Regions from separate parts of the Zea mays genome. Here region 1 is linked to region 2. The links are chromatin contacts, called in public Hi-C maps. All regions are on one chromosome and are shown on one strand. Each heading gives the region's core, a stretch centred on a gene start, on an enhancer-like site or on the middle of the called end of the contact. The rest is flanking DNA. Distances are from core to core; before and after follow the strand shown.

What was found. Hi-C and Micro-C count contacts between places; a contact is called where the count stands out from the background.
Region 1: a contact with region 2 is called in a Hi-C map of leaf, with 8 times the contacts expected there. The contact joins the promoter of LOC103647631 here to the enhancer-like site in region 2. A contact is called at or near these places in 2 of 25 Hi-C or Micro-C datasets (ear and leaf).

The regions. Positions count from the first base shown.
Region 1 is chr2:203,310,052-203,313,287 of Zm-B73-REFERENCE-NAM-5.0, reverse strand. LOC103647631 (putrescine hydroxycinnamoyltransferase) reads right to left here and starts at 1,355. Exons shown (of 1, transcript XM_008672140.2): 1 at 1-1,355. The coding sequence starts at 1,270.
Region 2 is chr2:203,129,132-203,132,685 of Zm-B73-REFERENCE-NAM-5.0, reverse strand. No RefSeq gene overlaps it. Among protein-coding and RNA genes, the nearest start is that of LOC103649226, 40 kb to the left of the region's middle. Within about 2 kb of position 1,450, at least 17 of the 20 cell types and tissues checked have an H3K27ac peak or open chromatin away from gene starts, as enhancers often do. A contact at or near this core is called in ear and leaf, where this site is marked.

The DNA of each region.
Region 1 (3,236 bases), core at 106-2,605, 180 kb before region 2:
CGACGCTGCCGTCGCCCAGGTACGAAGGCACCAGGAACAGCATGCCCTCCGTGGGGAAGTAGGACGGCATGAAGTAGCTCGGGTTGCCGGCGCCCAAGTCCAGCTCGTAGAACGGGAAGGTGAGCCAGCTGTCCACCTCCAGGTCCGGGCACAGCACGTCCTTGAGCAGGGCTGTCGTCTCCAGCCCTTCCTTCTCCACCGCGCCGGAGCCCGCGAAGTCGACGAACGACTGGAAGTAGGCGCCGTCCACCCGCGCCACGGCGTCGTGGATCACCTGCGCCGCGTGCTTCAGCGGCCGGCCGAGGAGGCTCCCCACCGTGGCGCGCGGGAACGCCCAGAGGACCAGGTTCCCGAAGTAGTCTGCCGGCGCCGCCGCGAGGCGCGGCCTCCCGTCCACGGAGATGCGGATGGTGGAGGTCTGGAGCGGGTTGCTGCCCAGCCCGCGCGCGCGCGTCATGGTGCGCCAGACGTGGGCGAGGATCGTCTCGAACCGGCTGAAGGGACGGCCACGGCCTTCGGACGCCCTGGCGCGGAGCCCCGCCACGAAGTCCTTGGTGAAGTGAGCCTTGTGGATCACGATGCTGTGCTGGGTCGTAGTGTCGCCGTGGCCGTGGACGTGGACGTGGGCCGACGACGGCGCGGGCTTGTAGTACTCCACGCCGCGGTGCTCGAACCCGGCGCGCGGCGGGTCGTGGCGCGGCGGGAAGAGGCCCGGGCGGTGGACCGGCGGCGACGGGCCGACGGGGAGCCCGCGCGCGGCGCGGCCCCAGGCGACGAGGAAGTCGCTGGTGGCGTGGCCGTCCGCCACGGCGTGGTTGGCGGTGAAGCCCACGGCGAGCGAGCCGCACGCGAACCGCGTGAGCTGCACCTGCACCACTGGCTCCTCGATGTCGCTGCCGTCTAGGTCCGGGTGCAGCCGCAGCACGGCGGGGGACGGCTTCGTGGGGGCGATGTCGGCGAGGCGCGCGTCCACGGACGCCTCCACGAGGCGGGCGCCGTGGTCGTTGAGCAGCACCCCTGGCGCGCCGTCCGGGCCCGGGCGGACCTGGCCGGCGAAGAGCCGGTAGGCGCCCAGCACCGCGGCGAGGCCGCGCTCGATGGCGTCTGGGGACGGGACCGGCGGAGAGAAGGCGTAGATGATGGCCATCTGCATGTGGTACGTGGCCTTGTCGAACACCGACGACGGCACGTGCTCCGTGGTGTCCGGCCGCGGCGCGCCCGCCGGGTAGGACGGTTTCACGAGCTTGGAGCTCAGCACCTTCACCTCCATGGCGAGATGGATGCACCTTCACCTTAGTGTAGTGAGACTTCACTAGGGCCGGGCTCGATCTGTCTGCTTGTGCTGCAGCTTTTGTTGCCGTGCTCGCTGATCGGCTCTGCGCGCGCGTATAGTAGTTATAGGCAGGGCGCGCATGGGAGTAGGTGAGGGTGCGCGTGCGTTGGTGAATGGGCAATGGATCAATCCATCTAGGTCCGGAAAAAAACTCGAGATCGCAGCAGCTTGGCTTGGACCGACTCGACGCTTAGAACGAGCCTGAGCCGAGCCGAGCCTGTTTTGTGACTTGTGAAAAGAACGAGCCAGCTCGGCTCGGTACATCTCGCGAGCTGACTCGTGGCTCGACCCAACAACAATTTATTATATAAAATCTTAATTAGCATATAATATTAGTACCGAGTAGACAATTAATTTATGTTATTTGAGATTACTATAAAAATATTTTTCTTCTATATTATATTAGTGATATATCTATTTTACTAATTTAAAATATGTTATTTAAAACATTTTAAAGAGCGGATTTATGTTGATGGTTAGACTCGTTGGCTCGGCCAGCCAAAGCGAGCTCGCCGTTTTTTCGAGCTCGCCGTTGGAGATCCATCGTTCGGCATCGCGTATATAGACTAGATTTGGTACTGACTACTGAGAGACGTGTGGAAAGCCACATCTGCTGTGCATGCGGCTGTCGATCTATATGGACACCGCAGGAGGCCACGCCATGCATGTTTTGACTAGCATGCGATCGACCGGCGGGACGGGACATGCCGTACCGCGCACGAGCAGCCGCAGGCCGCACGCACACCGATCACATCATCACATCCGTGGCGCGGCCGCGCTGGCGAGATCACACGGCCGGCACGTACCGATGACGCGTACGCTTGAGGCAAAAGCGTACTAGGCCGCAGCGGCACGATGAACGATGGATATCGCTCAACGAATCCTCTGGTGTGTGTTGGTGCCTCACTGCTCGACTACGGCCGTCATGGTCGGCATCATATTGCGGTGGTCGGATCGATCGGCCGGATGCAGCCGGTAGCGACAGATGTCGTCGTGACTGTGTTAACCAACGAAACTTTAGCAGTACGTCTTGTAATCTGAGACGCACCTGAGCTGCATCAGTAGTTGACTCGCACACACTCATGGGCTCATGGCGGCCGAGATGGTTCCCGGCTTCCCGCGGCTTCTGATGCGACGATTGGTGTCCAAAATAGACAGGCAAGGGCCACCAAACAATTACTTTTTTTTTTGGAATACAATTGCTTGAGCTTAGAGTCCAATAATTTTCTCGTATGAACTTCTAATCTTTGGTGGACGACGACACGTGACTTCTTAAAAAAAAACAATACGGTCTACAGATCTATCAACTCGATGCATATATTTGGCTCCTCATCATTGTATCCTATCTAGATCAGGCAGATGAGCAGATCAGTCGTGTGATTAAGTTGGTCAACATCTACTCAACGACATGCTTTAATTTGATATAACTTTATAAATATATTTGATTCAATTTGAATTAAACTGTCTAATTTAAATCCATCAAGGACGATACCCTCCGTTTTATGTACAATCATGGTATATATGACACGTGGATGAGCATGATTTACGTCCAAGTGTCCAACTGAACGACATGCTTTAATTTTACCCCCTTTTTTGCTTGTTTTGTTTTGACTCTGCCAGTGGTTCTTATCATCTAAGGGGTGCTTATTTCAATACTAGATTATATAAGTTAGATTATAATAAAAATATATTAGGATAATATAAAATTATCACGGTAAGACCATAAATAAGCTGAAATAAGTTAGTATTGGATAACTTATTTTAACTTATTTATAATACTAAAATAATAACATAATCCAACTTATACAATTTACGGTTACGTGCAAGCGTGCAGAGCGAAATGTAATTACGTGTTGTGCTGCGTTGTGCACCTTGTTCAACGGGAGAGGTATATATACACGCA
Region 2 (3,554 bases), core at 201-2,700:
CAGCTGAGAATTAGGCGTCTTGAGGGTACCCCTAATTATGGTCCCCGACAGTAGCAATACAGACAAACATGGTATATACAAAATTAACATCACACCAAACATAAGCACAAACTGAATAATAATAATCTACACGTCGCTACGAGATCGGGGTTCGAGAACCACTAAAATCGAAGTTAAACGAAGAATTTAGGAATAAAACGGTATTTTAGGGGCAATAAATCTAATAGATGCGATTTAACAGATATTGCATTTAAACTAAGTAGGTATTAAATTAAATTATTTGAGTTGGTATTTATCATTAAGAATTTTTTTTACAAAATGCGTAGGTTAAAACTATAAATTAGATTAACTAGATTATCTATTTAATTAACATTAATTAAACAATTAGTTAATTAATTATTATTTAATTAAACTATGTGGCATAATTAAAATAATGTTATTACTACATACGCAGAAATTAATATGAACCTAACACAACTTGAACTAATTAAAATAAATTATTTGATCTAGAAGATATCACATTTTTAATAAATTATTAGGTCTGCACAGAAATATGTGATATGACGCGATCTGATTGGTTAGATAGGTTTGTTAAAAGTGGAAAAGGTTTGTTTATAAATACATTACCTAGTTGATGCAAACTTACCACGGTTATGTCTACTATTGAATTCATGCTACATGAGAGTCTGGTATGCAAAAGGGCCCAAGTTGATGGTTACTCCCTCCGTCCCACAAAAGAAGTCGTCTTGGGCATTGGCATTTGTCCCTTGAAGATTGTCGTTCTGGTGTCTAGACAACGAGATCAGAGCAGACATGGGAGCAGGGAGCGATTGGCGCAGCCCACGCCTCTAGCTACATGATTTTGTGGCACATGAATCTTTGTATTTAATAGGGATATTGTTGTAATCTCTCACTTGACTTGTTTTTCACCTGCTAGGCTAGAACGACTTTCTTTATGGGACGGAGGGAGTATCTATTAGGCGGGAAGTGTCATGTCTATCATACAGGAAAGATTCCTAATCTATCACTAACTTATCTTCCAATCAAGTTCTTTACTCCCTCGTTGTTGCTGGTCATGACGGCTTATGGTTGTAAGCTTAGCTGGCAGCGATTATGGCTGTAAGCTTAGCTGGCAGCGAGCTACTGTGGCTTGAATAGCGGCGACGCTCTGTGCTTTTCTCCCGGTTAGTCGTGGCTCACGCGGTAACCCTCTCTTTGTTTGTTGGCTTGCGATGGGTGAGATGATGGGAGGTTTTGCGATGGCGCCAGTCGTGGCTCACGCGGTAATCTTCTACACAGAAGCCTAGGGATCATTAGCCAACTCCGAGCGGACCCGGCCGCGACAAAACGGACCAGCATCCTCGCGTTCGGACTGGTAGAAGATTATGGAATTGTGGTCCATTGCAGCATTGATGAAGTCATCCATGACGTTGTGGTGATGTAATCTCCGGCTAGGAGATTAAAAAAAGAAAAAAGAAACTAGCAGGTAGGGACACGGCTACCTAGGAGAGCTAGGCCATGCTGGCCAATCGACCAAAACAATCGTGGCATTTAGTAACCTAATCCATATTCTTTTTTTTGTTTTTCTTATTTCTTATTTCCATTTTATCTTGTTTTTAAATATTCCTATTCAAATCTGAGTTCAAGAATTCAACTATAAATGCAACATTTAAATGATCCCATCATGTATGCAAAGTTATATTTTTTTATTTATTATTTTGATTTTTAATTTACAAATTTTAAATTGAATTCTGAGTTGAGTTTTAAATTTAATATAAATGCACAATCAAAAATATCCAGCATGCCAATGCAAAGATATTATATTTATATTAATTACCCATTTAAGAAAATATTTTAAATATGAAATTCATACACACAAAAATAGGTATTTTAGAAAAAAATAACTTCTAGTGTTTTAAATTTGAACTTTTAGATCTTTATTATTAAATATATCTGTTTTAGGAGATGAAATCTTTAAAAGTAAGAAAAATCTTATTAAAAGATATTTTAATTCAAAATCTTTCGATAATTTTACTAAATCACCAAAATGTGATTCCGGCTGTTACAAAACTACAAAAGTGCATGTAGCCTTTTAGTGGGTTTTGGTGGAGTGAATGACACCACAATCAAAAGTCTAACAAGCTTGCTAAATATTAAACATAAAATTTAGTATATTGTATACACTTCAAGATTGCATAACAAGAAGTGTCTCAAAGGTTCAACAAGAAGACAAGCTTAACGCCATTTTGTTTCTATTGCACTTTGCACCGGATTGCCTAAACCAGGCCAACAGTCCAAAATAGGTGAAAGGATTGAGACACACGTGGCCTGGACATAACCCAGTCAACAAATAAACCCTCCACCCAATATGGGATATGATCCCACCTAAAAAGTTGTTGCGGACAACACCAAGGTGTTGTTTGGTTCAAAAAATGTAACGCAAACGGTAATGGTAATGGTTTCGGCTCGATTACTGGCGGTAACAAATTTGAATAGGCTGGTATCAAATTTTAGTGTGGTATCTGATTACGGTTGGACTAAAACAAACATGATTTAACGTTATCCGTTACCCATTACGTTACAAATATATGAACTAAACGACACTCAAGTGAACTTTGACATGGTACAGTGGAAGAAAACATGATCAATAAATTTGTGTCAGCATAAGACGCTCACCTTCCAACCCTTTTTATTTAGGACCGCGACAACCTAGATTTTTCTATTACTATCTCTATTCACAAATATATGACATCGTTGACTTTAAAAAAAATTTAACTCTCGTCTTATTCAAAATATTTATTTGAAAATATAAAATTTTAAGTCAAACATAAATATCTTAAGTAATAAAACAAATCACAAAATAAAAATAAATGATAATTCATTATTTTTTTAAATAATATGAGTGATCAAACTTTTAAAAAAAATCAACGGTGTTATATATTTATGAATGGAGGGAGGATAAAGTTGCCACAGAAACACTTTGATCTTTAGAGCCACCTTGCATTTTAAGATGTTTTTATAAGTGTTGTTCCTATCCCCCGTCCGTTCCGAACCTGTATACAGATTTTGTAGTGAACATATGAGAATTATCTAGAGCCCAAGCCACCGTGTGTCTCCCTTGAGTTAGAAGGTGATCCTGGAGGTCCGAATGAAATTCTCCCCACGAAAGTAATCACTTGCAGTGAGGCGGCGAACAAGATCAACAACATTGCATCGGTCCTCCTCAAAACAATCAGCAACCAGGGCATCCTTATCCTTGCAAATTTCGAAAAAATCTGGGAAACCTGGTTTTTTGCGGCACCTCTCCAACCAAGTATCCTTCCAAAAAAAAGGTCTCCTCCCCATTATTGACTCGATTCACCGCACCACAATGGAACAAATGTTTAATTCTATGAAGCCCTCTCCAGAATTGTGATGTCCCTTTATTTTTTAAAGGGAAAGAAATTGTCTTCTCACATATATTTGGCTTTAATGAGCCTAAACCAACTGCTATCTTATCCGTGAGCAATTTTCCAAATCCATTTAACTAGCAGACATCCATTTAACTAGACAGT